Linked DNA regions of Canis lupus: region 2 is linked to region 1. The links are chromatin contacts, called in public Hi-C maps. All regions are on one chromosome and are shown on one strand. The core of a region is the stretch at or near the end of the contact, and the rest is flanking DNA. Distances in the headings are between cores, read along the strand shown.

Region 1 (7,711 bases), core at 3,366-5,865:
ATTGATTGATTGACTGATTGATTTTAGAGGGAGAGCAAGCATGAACAGGGGTAAGGGCAGAAGGAGAAAATCTTTAAGCAAACTCCTCACTGAGTGTAGAGCATGGCATAAGGATTAATCCCATGACCCATGAGATCATGATCTGAGCTGAAACCAAGAGTCTGATGCTTAACCAACCAACTGAGCCACCCAGGTGCCCCTAAAATTTAAAACTTTTATATAAACCAAGAAATTTAGTAGTTTATAATTCTGATCCATCTATTTTAATTATCTTTGTGTATCCCCCTTAACTCAGAAAGAAAATTAAATCACCACTGTGATATAGGATAGTGATATAGTATTGCTATTGATCCCCAGCCCATTAATTACTCCTAATTTCCCTTGTAAGCACACAATAACAGCTATGCAATCTATCAATCTATGTGCTCCAGTGACTAGCCTGTTGAAATGCTTTGCTAAATGAATTTAGTTGTGGCAGGGTTATCAGGATCTCACTGTCTGGCTGGGTAACCATTCTGTAGCTGGCCAGCAGGGTCTGCAACCCACATAGCGGAGTGGCCCAGCATCCTCCTCATCCATCAGCAGCATGTCTCCCACAGGCACTGAGCAATGACCTTCCTCCATTAATGCTGAGGCTCATTTTCCTTTTGGAAGCTCATTGCTCTGTGCTTGATTCCAGAGAGCAGTATGTCCTTCAGCTTTAACCTTGTCAAGAAATCCATCAATCAGTCTATCCACAAACATTTATTAATCATCTCCTATGTTCCAGGCACCATGATAGATGCTTTGGGGCATGTCAAGAAATACAAAATGTGGTTTCTAACCTATAAGATTTTCTTGTCTAGTTCAAGAGATAGACTATCTAACAATTCCAAAAGTAGAATCATAAAGGATAGAATATTAAAAGTGACAAATCAAGAGGTGAAGAGGAGGAAAGAGAACTAACATTTATCAAATGTCTATATACTGTGCTAGGTGCTTCATATATGCTTTTTACTTAATCATCCTGCCAGCCCTGCTTTTAACTCCATTTTATAGACCTAGAGATGAAGAAAGTTGCCTAACATCACACAGATAAGAAGTGGCAGCACTTGCATTAAAACTTCAGTAAATTTGATTCTAAGGCTCTGCTGTGCTGACTCTAAAGCTTTGTTCTTCCCCACGTATACTATACTTCCCCATAGGATATAAATGCCCCAGGAATTAATTGGAATGACCTATCACTTGAAGTGATAACATTAGATACCATGAATAGGGGTTGAAATCTGAGGAAAGTTTTCAATGGGTTAAAAAGCCAAAGATAGGTAGAATGTCGTAAGGCAAGAGGAAGGAAGGGTATTTCCATTTTGTAAGAAAGGCCTGTACTGTGGGGTAGAGATGGAAAGCCCAAGCTGGTGAGAAGAGCATTAAGAGCCCAACCCTGTCACCTGCTCTTCAACACAGGTAAACAGCATGGTTGTGAGAGCATGTAGCTGCTTCAGGAATCAGCCAGTTTATAAATAAGTGGGCTCTTCTTGGGAGGCTAAAGCCCTGGGAATACACTGGGAGTGGCATGGGCCTGGAGTGTCTTAAAACCTTATATGTTGGGGTACCTGGGTGATGCAGTAGGTTAAGCAACCGACTCTTGGTTTCGGCTCAGGTCATAATCTCAGGATCATGAGATCAAGCCCTGCATTGGGCTCTGCACTCAGCACAGTGTCTGTTTGGGATTCTTTCTCTCTTTCTCTTTGCCCCTCCTGCTCCTGCTCTCTCTCTAAAACAAATAAATCTCTTTAAAAAGGGGGGGGGGATCCCTGGGTGGCTCAGCGGTTTAGCGCCTGCCTTTGGCCCAGGGCGCAATCCTGGAGTCCAGGGATCGAGTCCCATGTCGGGCTCCCGGCATGGAGCCTGCTTCTCCCTCTGCCTGTGTCTCTGCCCCCCTCTCTCTCTCTCTCTCTCTATATCTATCATGAATGAATGAATGAATAAATAAATAAATTAATTAATTAATTAAATAAATATTTTTAAAAAAACAACCTTGTGTGTTTTCTTAGAGATTCTTGGTGTATGTCAGGGAGATGGACCATACAAGACCAGCAATTTTACTTTGTTATAAATAATGACTATATTAAAACAAACATACAGATATTTTGGAGTAGATTCCAATGTTGACATAATTTTTTTTTATTTTTTTTAAAGATTTATTTATTTATTCATGATAGACACAGAGATTGAGAGAGAGGCAGAGACACAGGAGGAGGGAGAAGCAGGCTCCATGCTGGGAGCCCGACATGGGACTCGATCCCGGGACTCCAGGATCGCGCCCTGGGCCAAAGGCAGGCGCCAAACCGCTGAGCCACCCAGGGATCCCAATTATTTTTTTTAATACAAGACATTAATGCAATGCCTAGCTTGTAGTGGGAGACACCATGAGCTTTGGGCGCTGGCCCAGACAGCTGGTCGTAATAGTTTACTATTCTCTGCCATTGGGGATTTCTCAGCATAGACATTAAAAAGTGCTAGTGTGGATAAGACAAACATAGGGCATAGCACAAAAGGAAAGGAAAGGAAGTCCATATGCTACTCCAAGTCTCCATGTTCCAGTCTCCCTTGTCATCTATACTCTCATGTTGTTTTTATTTCTTGTACTAAATGATTAGAAAATGACCCATTAGTACATTCTGTGCATTGCTTTGTCCTAATAAAGTCATCCTTGACTTCGCTGTTTATCTTAACCCCACGTCTGATCCATCAGCAAATCCTGTTCTATGTTACAGATGTATCTAGGGTCCACAGTGTCACCACCTCTACTGCCAACACCCTGGCCCAAAGCTCATCCTCACTGTCCTGCATTGTCACAATAGCCTCCTAGCTGGCTCCCTATTTTGGCCCTCACCCCCAGATTCTACGCTCAACACCATCTGGAGGGATCATATTATAGACTACATCACATCATGAAAGCCCTCTGGCTCAAAATCCCCAGTGACATCCCATCCCCCCTCAGAGTCAAAGCCTAAGGCCTCCGCATGTCCTTCAAGACCCACGCAGTCCTTTCCAGCTACTTTCTCTCTTTTCCCTCCTCTCACCACTCACCAGCCACACTTGTTCTGTTTCTGAGCGAGCCAAGCATCTTCTTCCTCAGGGCTCTTGTACTTTCTCTTCCTTCTCCCTGGGATACCCTTCCCTGAGACATCCACATGGTAGTCTCCCATCCCCCTCCAGCTCTCCATGCAAATGTCACTTTTTCATTGAGGGTTTTCCTATTTTTGCAAAGCTCTTACTTCCCTGCTAGCAACATCTGGGATACCATGTCTTTTTTTTTTTTTTTTTTTTTTTTGATACCACGTCTTATACCTGTTCATTGTCTACCACCCTCCACTAAGATGTCCGTTCCACAAGGGCAAGGATTTTTATCATTTCATTTACTCCCAGCACCTTGAATAGTGCCTGATACTTAGTTGGTAGGCAACAAATAATAGTTGGATGAATTTGGTAGTCTTTTGCTCAAAAAATTTTCTTAATAAAGCACGGATCAAACTAAACTACCTGCCAAAAGGCAAAGAGAAACTGCATTTAAATAAAATTTAAAACCAGTTGTAGAATTTGTATAGTATACTCTTTTGTTGTTGAAATGATACGTTTGGGTACATATTTTTCAGTACTAGTCGGTACTGACTATATGCTAGCAGTTTGATAAACATACTATCCATAGGCCACGTTATATGCTCTTATGCAAATGTTTGTAATTGCATGAACAAAGCTCTGGAGAAATACATACCAAACCATTGGAGAATGAGTACAAGGTTTGAGGGAGCAAGAGAAGACTAGCTTTATTTTATACTTTTCTCCATTATTCAAGTGATTCATAACAAAAATGTATTATTTTATAATTTAAAAAGAAAAATATCTGAAAAGACTGGATATCAGTCTTATGTCTGTTGAAAATTTCCCATTTTCATCGATTTACTTTGGATTTGGGGCCTGTGGTAATTTACATGATTGTAATTCTCCCAGAAATTCTTTCTTGACTGCCATAGAAAATACTACAAGTTTTGGTGCCATCCAGAAAGCAAAGGATGAGGATGATGCCTTTTCTTCCCCTTTGAGTTGCATTTTGTTTTAAGATATCTTGTTCTAATTGGCATTGTTATGAAATGAGAAATATTACATACAAGAATGCTGCAATCCACATTTTCTGCCTATCTTTTTGTCCCACATGTTCTTGAGATTTCTATCAGCTCGGTATCTACCATTTCCACATCTGTAGTATAACAGCGTGGTGCAACAGTCCTTTGCAATGCTGCAGACCAACAGAAAGATGCCAGGCCCCGCCGCAGTTTCACAACACACAGGGTCTTCCCGCCTTAGCTGGAGTGATGCCCAGAAAGGCTCGGCAGAGGATTCTTAAGGTCTCCACACAGAGACCAAGGCCTGTCACAACTGCAGTGTTCGGCTCCACACAGTCGGCAAAGGACGTCGTCCGTGCAGCAGTTTGCCTGTGTCCCTCTGGCTCACGCTTGTTGTTGAGTTGAGCAACTGGGGCTGTTCACTGGCAACAGAGATTTCCACAACCTCTCCCATCTGGCTTTTCAAGGCTGCTCTTAGGAGAGTTACTTCTGCCCCTCAGTGGCCACGCCCTTTCCCAGGCTGGGCCCAGCGGAAGTCAGGCCAGGAGGGGAGGAGGCGTTGCAAGTTGTGGGAACCACAGGAACTCCACACTCCTCCTGACAAGATCTACTCCACCTGGCTCAGAACCAGCTTTGTTCCTCTCCCCCATCCCCCAGCCCTCTTGCCCTGAATGGCTGACTTGGGTGATATTTATACTCATAGTTTCACACTATGGAGGTTTGGGTACAGGGATCAACACTGTTACCACTCAGATTGCACTCAAAAAGCCTGATGCTGAAACATACTTGACCTCCATTAATCAAGTCATGCAAATGGGGGGGGGCGGGGGAGCCAAGATAGTATTTTATATATATGTGGGGTCGGGGGAGCTGAGGGAGAGAGAGCAAGAGATTTTTTCATGGTAGCAGTGGTTGCCAAATACTTGGTTTCATTTGACTGCTGCTAGAGTGCACAGCTTTGATACAACCTTTCCAAAAGGTAATTTGACAACATGTACCAAAAGCCTTAAAAATGTACATATCTACCAGTAATTCCATTTCAGAAATGTAATCTAAGGAAACACAAGATGTACGTACAAGAATGTTCTTTGGCAGGTTACATCCATAGGCATGTACTACTTTAATATTTTAGAAGGTAGAAGGTACTTTTAATATTTTAGAAGGTAGAAGGTTTTTTTTTAAGGGCATGAGGAAGTGTTCATGATAAATGAAAAAGCCACTATATTTATGTTAAAATGTACATATTCTATGTAAAAATGTACATATTCCATGTAAAAATATGCATGAGAGAGGGAGCACTCCTTTCTCTTGAGCTACCCTCTGCCCTTGGCTACTGAGCACTGTACTCTCTTCTAATTTTCTTCCTAGTCACTTGCCACTCCTTCAGTTTCTTACATGTGTCCTCCTCCTCCTCCTCCTCTTTCCAATGGACACATATTGGAGGGCCTCAGGTCTCAGTCTCAGATTTCCTGTCCATCTTATTTAACTTCCTAGACAGGTCTCTTTTCCATCCTCTCAATCAGATGATCCTCAGATTAGAATCCCTAGTCCCATCCTCTCCCCAGGGCTCCCACCATATATCCAACTGCCTGGGCCCAACTGGATATCGAAATCTTCACTAGGATATAAAATTTTCACTCAAACTTCTCATATCCAAAACTAAACTCTTGATTTCCACCACTGCATTTCCCCTACATACACACACACATCTGCTTCTCCCTTGTTATTTTCCACCCCTGTAAATGGATCATCATTTCACTGGAAATGAGATTGGACAGCATCCTTTTCATGCCTGCCTTCCTTACATCCAACCCATCAGCAAGTCCCATTGTTTCTATGTTCAAAATATATGCCAAATCTAACAACCTTTCACCATCTCCGCCACTTACCCCTCAGCCCAGGACACCAACATCTTTTCCCTAGACTTCTGTAACAGCCTTTCAATGGGTCTCTCTGCACTCATATTATGTGCCTATAATCCATTCTCCACACAGCAGTCAGTGATCATTTTTTAAAAATAAGTAAATCAAATCAAAAGGCAAGAAATCCATTCCAAAATGTTAAAGTTATCCAGGAATGATGAGATTATGAGCTGTTCTTATTTTTTGTCTGTTTCTCTGTTATTTGTCAAACTTCCAACAACAAACATGTTTCACTTTCCTAGCAAGAAATCAAATTTTTTTTTGAAAAAACAAAAATCATTATAGGTTTCAGCCTGAAATGTTAGGAATTCATCTCCCATGAATCAGTTCTAGCAGACCAGGACCAAACAAGCTACAGAGCAGTAGTGAATACTCCACCTCCAAATGCAACTCTAGGAGCAATGGAGGAACATCCTGAACTAAGGTGGCACATACACAGCACTTGTGAAGCCACTTCTCCTCCTGCCCCAATGTGTGGCAGACATCACTAAATGATTGCTATCATTGCCAGCTGAGTTTAGATATAACCTCAGAATCCTTCTCAACACAGAGGCAGCGACTATCACTCACTTAGGATTGATACTTAAGGGGAAACATATTAGTCATCTGTAATAAGCATCCTATCTGGAGATTGAGAAGTTAAATTCTACTCTTTTTTTTTTTAATTCTACTCTTTCTTAAGTGAGTATAATGCACTAAACATTTTCAAATCAGTTTTATTTCTAAAGTGTCATATAACTTTGCAAAACCCCATTTGGTGGGTAGGGAAGATTTTTTTTTTTTTTTAAAGATTTTATTTATTTATTCATGATAGTCACAGAGAGAGAGAGAGAGGGGCAGAGACATAGGCAGAGGGAGAAGCAGGCTCCATGCAGGAAGCTCGACGTGGGATTCGATCCTGGGTCTCCAGGATCGTGCCCTGGGCCAAAGGCAGGCGCTAAACTGCTGCGCCACCCAGGGATCCCAGGGGAAGATATTTTTATCCCCCTTTTAATGGAAATGAGAGTCACAGTAGCGAGAGTCACACCGCAGGCTCTGGTCACGTCGTTGCCACACTCCTGTGTGCTTTTCCATGGTTCCCATGAGCCTCTGCAGGCTATGAGAGAGGTCAGAACTGCATACCAGACCCTGACCACAGGAGAAAGGAACATAGGGGCTAGGGTTAGCACCAAACCTGAGCAAAGATGGCCTGTTTGTAGGTAATGAGTAATTCATTACTATTAGCAACTTTGAAAATAAATAGTGGTGAAACAGATGAAGTTCACAAATTTCATAACAATAGCCATCATCCTCTTCAGGGGCAGGGCCTCTGAAAGACAAACATGTTTATTGGTTACCATAGCAACCGTGACTGGCCAGTCTTCCATTTGACCTATTCTGAAGTAGCTTTTTATTCAGGGCTCCAAAGCCTGCAAAGAACAGATTACTCAAATGGCTTTAGCATCTTTTCACACTTTCTTGTCACCTTCTCTACAGTCATACGCGAGTTCAGTGACCAAGAAAAATAAAGCATTCACATGACTGCCATGAAATAGAGTACACATTCCCACTGCTGTTCCATCTGTCTGAAGTAAGCAGCTTACTCCATCAGCCACTAAGCACTTCTGATTGCCATCAGAGGTAGTGTGACCCCTGCCCTTGGCAAGCCAATTAATGGAAGTTCCATGGTAGGAAATAAGTGGA
Region 2 (7,711 bases), core at 2,355-4,854, 180 kb after region 1:
AGAAGCAATTTTGCACTTTGGGTAGGTGTTATCTCATCCTTCAATATTGCTCAATACAGATACAGCCCCGAGGAACCTCTCAACAAATACATTTTGAATACCTGTTATGTGTAAACCACCTCACCAAACATGAGAAATATACATCTTACGGATTTTTCTCTTCTGGTACACGCAGGACCAGCTACAGAATTGGAGGAACCCAGCACAAAATGAAAATGCAAGCCTGGGGATCCCCGGGTCGCTCAGCGGTTGAACGCCTGCACCTTTGACCCAGGGTGTGATCCTGGAGACCTGGGATCACGTCCCACGTCGGGCTCCCTGCGTGGAGCCTGCTTCTCCCTCTGCCTGTGTCTCTGCCTCTCTCTCTTTCTGTGTCTCCCATGAATAAATAAAATCTTTTTTAAAAAATGCAAGCATTTTGTTACAAAAAAAAACTATTAAAAATTTCAAGATGGTGACATTAGAGCCTTAAACTGATCATTGAGCCTTTAATCACAGAGCCCTGTCACATGCCCATGAAGCTGGACCTGAGCACAGCAGGGCAAACATGGCTAAATCCAGTCCAATGCCTGTTCTTGTACAGCCATGAGCTGAGAATGGTTTTCACATTTTTTAAATGGAAGAAGAAAAGGAAGAGGAAGAAGAGGAAAAAGAAGGAGGAGGAAGAAGAGAAGAAGAAGGAGAAGGAGAAAGAAGGGAAGGAAGAAGGAGAGGAGGAGATTTGTGACATGTGAAAATTATACGAAATTAAAAATTTAGTGTCTATTAATAAAGCTTTATTCGAATAAAGCCACTCATTCATTAAGCATCCCTTGGCTGGTTTTGCACAACAAAAGTAGAGTTGAGTTGCTGCAGCACAGATCATATGACCCACAAAGCCTTAAATATTTACCAATTGGCTCTTTACAGAAAAAGAGAATACAAGTGACAAAAGAAAAGAGCAATAGAGTGTTTATGCAAATGCAAAAGAGAGACCACATTAGATTGGAAAGATGGTCTTTCTGGGAGAAAGTAAATGGACCTTATTAGTGGGCAGGAGAGGGAAGGAAACTCCAGGCAGAGGAAATCACCTATTCACACCAGAGCCGTGGGAAAGCACTGTATCTGGGCAGGATGAAAAGTCCACTCTGCCTGGAAGGCAGTTTTAAATGAGAAGGAAGAGTAAGATACTCTCCAAGGATTTAAACCTTATTTCAGTAGGGCCACGGAGTAACTTTGAAGAAGACAGAGGGACTTGCTCAGGATACTTTACCGTAAATCATCTGACACCACGGTGCAGAATAGATCACAGCAGGACCAGACCGGAGGCCTCAAGGCAAGGTAGGGAGGCGTGGCTCAAGTCCAGGAGCTGAGAGGCAGCACCAACCCGAACAAGTGTGGCCTTAGTGGACATGAATTACTGTATCACAGATGCGCCGAATTGACCGATGGTTTGAAAAAAGGCCGAGCTGGAGTGTCAGGCTTGCAGACTGGCTAATTTAAAAGATGGTAATACAATTAAATGAAAAGAAGAAATTAGTTTGGTGCCAAAAGTTCAGTCTGCATACATGACCAGTTGAAGTTGCCAGTGGAATATCCTGGTGAAAATTTTGAGAAGCCAGGAACCTGGGTTCCAAACCCCAAACTGAGTCTGGTGTTAAAACAGGCAGATTCTGGTATTCTCTTCATAGAGATAATACTTTAATGCAAGTGTAATGATTTCTACTTTTTTTTTTTTGAAGATTTTATTTATTTATTTATTCATGAGAGACACAGAGAGAGAGAGAGAGAGAGAGGCAGAGACCCAGGCAGAGGGAGAAGCAGGCTCCCTGCAGGGAGCCTGATGCAGGACTCCATCCTGGAACCCCAGGATCACACCCTGGGCCGAAGGCAGGCACTAAATCGCTGAACCCCTCGGGCTGTCCGATTTCTACTTTTTTAGAAGAAAAACCTAAGTATTCTTAATTCAAATAGAGTCTTCCCTCAAACTCTAAATAATCTTAGCTCCAATCTTCTAAAACTGACTTCGAAAAAAAAAAAAACTCAATTGCCCAAAGGTCAAAGTGAGCTGAAACAAAGAAGAAAAACCACAGGTGTACCCAAGTAACATCTGCTTCCATGAACTCCAGAGTTTCAGGCTTTCAGACTTGGTCACCCCGGGTTCCATGCCATAACTGAAAGATCAGTAAAGTCTAATTTATTTAAAATTCATTCTTTTGGAATTGATAATAATCCCTACAGACTGGGCTGCCTGGGTGGCTCAGTGGGTTAAGCATCTGCCTTCAGCTCTGGTCACGATCCCAGGATTTTTGGATCAAGCCCCACAGGGGCTTCCCTGCTCAGCAGGGAGTCTCCCTCTGTGCCTCCCGTCGCTCAGCTTGCGCCCAGCTTGCGTGGGCACACTGTCTCTCTCAAATACAATTTAAAAAAAAATCCCTACAGTTTGCTCTGAAATTTGCCTTTGAAATTTCCCTTAAAAAAAGGGTTTTCTAAGCAAACAGAAATTGCAGGAATATGTAACATTCAATTGTCCTAAATTGTGAGATACCTAGAGAAAACCGAGGATAATCCTAATTCATTCTCCTCTACTCTTTATAACGTGTTTAGTTTTCATTCACTGGTATTCTTTAAGGGAGTAAAATTCATCACACTTTTTAATTAATCTTCCAAGTTCATCAAAATTTATTTCTAGAGCGAAGTTAAGCGGAAGTAAACCAAAGTTAGTTTTCAAGTACTTCCCAGCCCCCACTTTTCTCTGCGTTCCGCTCTCGCTGGATCTCTTTTTCTCATCGAAACTTCGTTGCATAAAAGAGCTGATGATGTTTTTTGTACGAAGAGTAGTCGTATTTTAGTCTTTAATAATATTAGCTCCCTCGTGAAGTTCCCGCCCTTTTTGGAACAAGGCATTTTTGGAACAGAAAGTGCTTTCTCTTGCCCAATAGTCTCACCCTAAGGCCACCTAGGAGTAACTAAAGTGCCTGCGTCGGGCCTTTAAATACGCAATTTATTTTATGCAACTGCATAATAAATAGCTGATTTAGGTACAGAGCAACTGCATAATGGGTGATTTAGGTACAGAGCAACTGCATAATAAATGGTTGATTTAGGTACAGAGTGCCAAGTTGTTTGGGGTCATGGGTTCGGTGGCTGACTTTGCAAAGGGTTCACCCCGGGTTAAGACACCAGTGTAGGAGAAACCCCTTGCAAGAGGGAAATCCGCCGTGCCCCGGCCTGCGGGCCTCCGAGCGCGGTCCAGGTGCGGGAACTGCACGCGCTCAGCGCCTCCGCGGCCCCTTCCCCGCACAAAGGAACCCGCGAGCACCCACTGTCGGGTGGCCTTGGTGACTGAGCTCGTTTGCATTAAAGACACCTTTTAAGTTTCGGAGGGCTCCGCGCTCCTGCAAGCCGCGGAGCTCGGGGCGGGCGGCGCGCGCACCTGCGCGGAGCCGGGGGCCCGGCCGAGGGCAGGGGAGGAACCCCGCCCGGGGCTCGGCCGGGGCTCCGCCGGGGCGCCGCGTGTGTCCGGCCGGCGCGCGAAGCCCCGCCCCCGGCGCCAGGCCCCGCCCCCCGGCCCCGCCCCTTCCCCGCCCGCGGACGGAAGCGAGAGCGCGGCCGAACGCCTGACGTCACGGCGACACCGCCAAACCTCGCCCCGAGTCAGGCGTGTAAAGCAGCCGGAGCGGCGGCGGCGGCGGCAGCGGCAGGAGCGCCGCGGCGCCGGGAGCAGCGACCCGGAGGGAGCGCGAGGCGCGGGGAGCCGGTGACAGCGCGAGAGGTGGGTGGAGCGCGTGCGTGGCCGCGGAGGGGAGCGGCGGCGGCCGCGGGGCGGGGGCCGGGCGGCGGAGGGCGCGGGCGGGGGGCGGCGCGGGCCGGGCGGGGACCCCGCGCGGGGACCCCGGGGGGCGGCGGCGGGGCGGCGGCAGGTGCTGCGAGGGCCCGGGCCCTGCGGGGACGAGCCGCCGCCGCCGCCGTCGCCGCCGCCGCGGGGGAGCAGCGCGCTTTGCGGAAGGGGTCAAATGTCTGAAATATGGCGGAGGAAGTGAGAGCCCAGGACCCCCCCGCCCGCTCGCGCCCTCCTGCCCGCCGCCGCCGCCGCCGCCGCCGCCGCCGCCCCGGCCCCCGCGCGGGCCCCGGGGAGCGGCTGGAAGTTACAGCGGAAGCCCCGAAGTTGTGGGCAGGGGAGCCCCCGCGTCGCGCAGCCCCGAGCCCGGACGCGGGGCGCCTGCGGGGGCTCCAGCCGGGCCGCGGGAAAGTTTGCCCGAGCCGGGGCCGGGGCGCCCCCTCCGCCGCGGGAAGTGGCCGCAGCCGGCAGCGCGGGGAGCCCCACCTAGTCCGGCTTCGCGGGCGCGCCGCGGGCTGTTAAAGGGGCCGCTCCGGGGCCCGCGGGGGCGCCCCTCTCCGCCCCGACGGCCCGGCGCGCAGCCCGGGGACTTGCCCGCCGTCGTCTCCGTGTCGCCATCGCAGCGCTGTCAGCACCGGGACTCGTGTTCACAGCTACCCCCCAGCACCAGCACCAGCACGAGCACCGCCAGCACCAGGCAGCCGCGCCTTTGGGATTTTTTTTTAGTTTTTTTCTTTTTTCTTCTTCTGAAAACAACTGACGGCTTTTTGGAGGAAAGCTCACTCTTGCAAGTTGAAGCACGAGATATGCTTCGTCCTCGCCTCCTCCCCCCCCTCCAACCTCCGGTCCATCCTCCGCCCCCCCCCTCCTTTTTTTAGTTTAGCAAAACATTTTTTTTTTTTTTTTTTTGCCCTGGAGCTCTTGTTTGGAAGGAACAGAGGCAGTCCTGTATTACAGTAACGGGAAATGACATTTTAAAGGAGCGGAAAGTTGACACTAAATGAACATCGTGATTTTAATTTTTTTTTTAAGGTTTTATTTATTTAATTATCAGAGACAGAGAGAGAGAGGGCTCCATGCATGGAGCCCGGTGTGGGACTCGATCCCAGGACCTGGGGTCACGACCTGGGCTGAAGGCAGGCGCTCAACCGCTGAGCCACTCAGGGATCCCCTGATTTTAATGTTTTGTTTTTATTTTAATGTTTTTAAGATTAATTCAGTCTACTTGGATTTTTGTTTGGCTTGTGGCCCCTAACCTGTTATCGAGGGCTCGCTCACAACTTAAAGCTGCTAACTCGCAAGTGTATTTTTTGACTCTTCCTTTTTTCGTAATTCGAATACTGTTTAGGCTTGCTCAACGGAACCCCATCTTAGCAAGAAGTGACTCTTTAAAAAAAAAGTGGGGGGAGACGTTCATTTAACTTCAAAGCCCTATCACTTCTAAAAGCTGACTCTGGAATCGTATTTGAGTCATGATGGAGTCATGGGACTTTTTAAGGGCCGGAAGGGACGATTTAGGTCATCCAGTCCCCACCCTCACTTTATGGAGGAGGAAACTGAGGCCTAGAAAAGATAAGATAAGTTAGTGGCCTTACTGACTTTTAGGACCCTGTGCAATAGAGAAGTAGGAGGAAGAAATATACAGTGTTTTTACAGTGAATTGCATTTTTACGGGATGATCGAACAGAAAATGTTAGTACCTTAGTCAAATAGTGTGGAAGAACCACTTAGGTCACTTCATTGCCAGGTTTTAGGAGAGGAAGTTGATACTCAAGGAGCTTAAATAACTTTAAGGACACAGAGCCCTGAGTGATGGTCTTCTTGGAGCCCATCCTGCTTTTAAACTCTGCAAAACACAAAGTTTTCATTTGGATTTTCTTGTTTGACATTCATCATAAGTTGTGAAGCTGCCTTATCTGAGGAAGCCACAAAGTAAATCTTTGATACATCTGTAGCCAGTTTAGTTTTGATATGCCAGGTATCAGAGTATAACTGAAGAGCCCGATAATAACTCGGCTGATTAAAAAATATGATAGCATGAAAACAATTGTTCTGTCTTTTGCATCCTTCCCATGATCCCTCTTCACTCCGTGAAAGTCATCTCTTTTTCTGACCCCTGTCACTTCCAGTATTCTGTTACCGTTCTCTTATTGTTACTCATATGATTTTTGTTATCTATTCCACTAAATTGTAAAGCCAAGGACAGGATGTCTTCTTTGTATGCCCCAAAGTGCTGGCATGGTACACTGCACATAGATAGTACCAGTTTATTAAATGTAAGCATAAGGAGGGTAAGGACCATTGCAGTCCCCATTGTATTCTTGGTTCCTAGAACCTTACCTGTGCACATAAGTAAGTGTCTAGCATTTAGATTTAAGGATTAACTGTAGCAAACATTCGAGAATATCTGAAGAAAACTTTGTCTTCCTTCAAAAAGAATAATTTCCACATTGGCTTTGGAATCCTGTTAACTTTACAGAACTGATTATCATTTTGTCTTCAGAACAATCCTTAACTATAGAATTCTGATATTGTCTCATGGCCATATAAAGGGAAAGTGAGCTCCCACAGTAAGGAGCCGTTGCGTAAGGAGCATCTTTTGAGATGTAATAAACAATTGATCATAAAACTTGGACCATGTACATAAATATCATATTCATCTTCCAGTATAATTCAGGACTAGTAGGAGGCCTATCCAGAGGTTGATAACATGAACTAATTATGCATGTTGTTTTAATATAAAAACTAAGATTTGGATGATAAATTGCTTATGTTCAGTTTTGACTTCTGGAGTGGGTACTTGAATATTAAGAGAGTGAAATTAATCAGTAAAACTAGATCTGGATACAAAGAAAATTTGGCTATTTTACACAGGTGTTTGTTTTTTCCCCCCAAATGTGTGATTTTAAATAAAACAGTTTTATTATTGAATACCAAGAACTCACTGATATGCAGTGTCATTTTCCTACACTTGAAATAATGTGTCCTCTGTATGTATTGATGAAGAGGGTGGATATTGACCAGTACTGTCTAAATTTGACACACCAGGAATAGTTTAGTGTTTATGAACTACAGAGTCAAAGTGCTCTATTTTGTTGTGGTAGTGATGTTACATGTTCAATCTATAGAAAAACTTTGATAAGATCTTAAACTTTGTAAGAGCACATAAGGTTGTGATTAAATAAATGCCTTATTTTTCCCCTCATGTCATTTTTGAAGACTCCATGGTCTTAAAGATTAGACTGAAGTTTTTACTGTTAGTCTTTCCAGGTTGAATTTCTTCTAAAAAAGTTAAGAAACAGACATTTTGGCTGACCCAATGATCCGTTGCAACATCAAATTTTTCAATAAACAGGAGTACTTATGCTGAAAGCCTAGTATTTTTCAGTGTTCTTAAATATTTTGCAATACTATTGAAAGGTACTAATTACATTTGGGGACTTAAGTCTTTAATTTATTTGGAAATCTCATGAACATATTGGAAGCAGCTACAAAGAATAGATTTATCCATTTGCAGGAGAGAGTAGCCTGCATGTGTGCGCTGTCTCTATTTATTTATTTTTATTTATTAAATTCAGAAACCAATCCCTTTAGTCATAGAATTTCTACTTTATTTTTTTTTAATTTCTACTTTAAAGAAGAAAGGTTATGAGGAACTTTTGTACTACCTTTAAAAAATTAAAACCATTTTTAAAATGTGCCACAAACAAAAATGACACTGTTCCATACTTCCTCACACTGGTGTGTTTATTCCTAATGTTGGTCAAATTAAGAATATACAGCAACTGATTATTCCATTTCACTAGAAACTTAGAATTTTTGCTCTGCATTAATAGAGGATCAAGAGTTTTAAACTGTTTCCAGAGAGCCTTAACATTTATAAAAGAAAAA

What was found. A called contact is a pair of places that touch in the nucleus more often than the background predicts.
Region 2: a Hi-C map of blood shows a contact between it and region 1, with 4 times the contacts expected there. The contact joins the promoter of RAP1B here to the enhancer-like site in region 1. A contact is called at or near these places in 3 of 9 Hi-C or Micro-C datasets (amygdala and blood).

The regions. Positions count from the first base shown.
Region 1 is chr10:10,940,121-10,947,831 of UU_Cfam_GSD_1.0, forward strand. All of the region lies in intron 3 of LOC102152432 (a long non-coding RNA gene), which reads left to right. All of the region lies in intron 1 of LOC111097592 (a long non-coding RNA gene), which reads right to left. Among named protein-coding and RNA genes, the nearest start is that of MDM1, 30 kb to the left of the region's middle. Within about 2 kb of position 4,616, at least 6 of the 20 cell types and tissues checked have an H3K27ac peak or open chromatin away from gene starts, as enhancers often do. A contact at or near this core is called in blood, where this site is marked.
Region 2 is chr10:11,124,880-11,132,590 of UU_Cfam_GSD_1.0, forward strand. RAP1B (ras-related protein Rap-1b) reads left to right here and starts at 3,605. Exons shown (of 8, transcript XM_038549965.1): 1 at 3,605-3,754.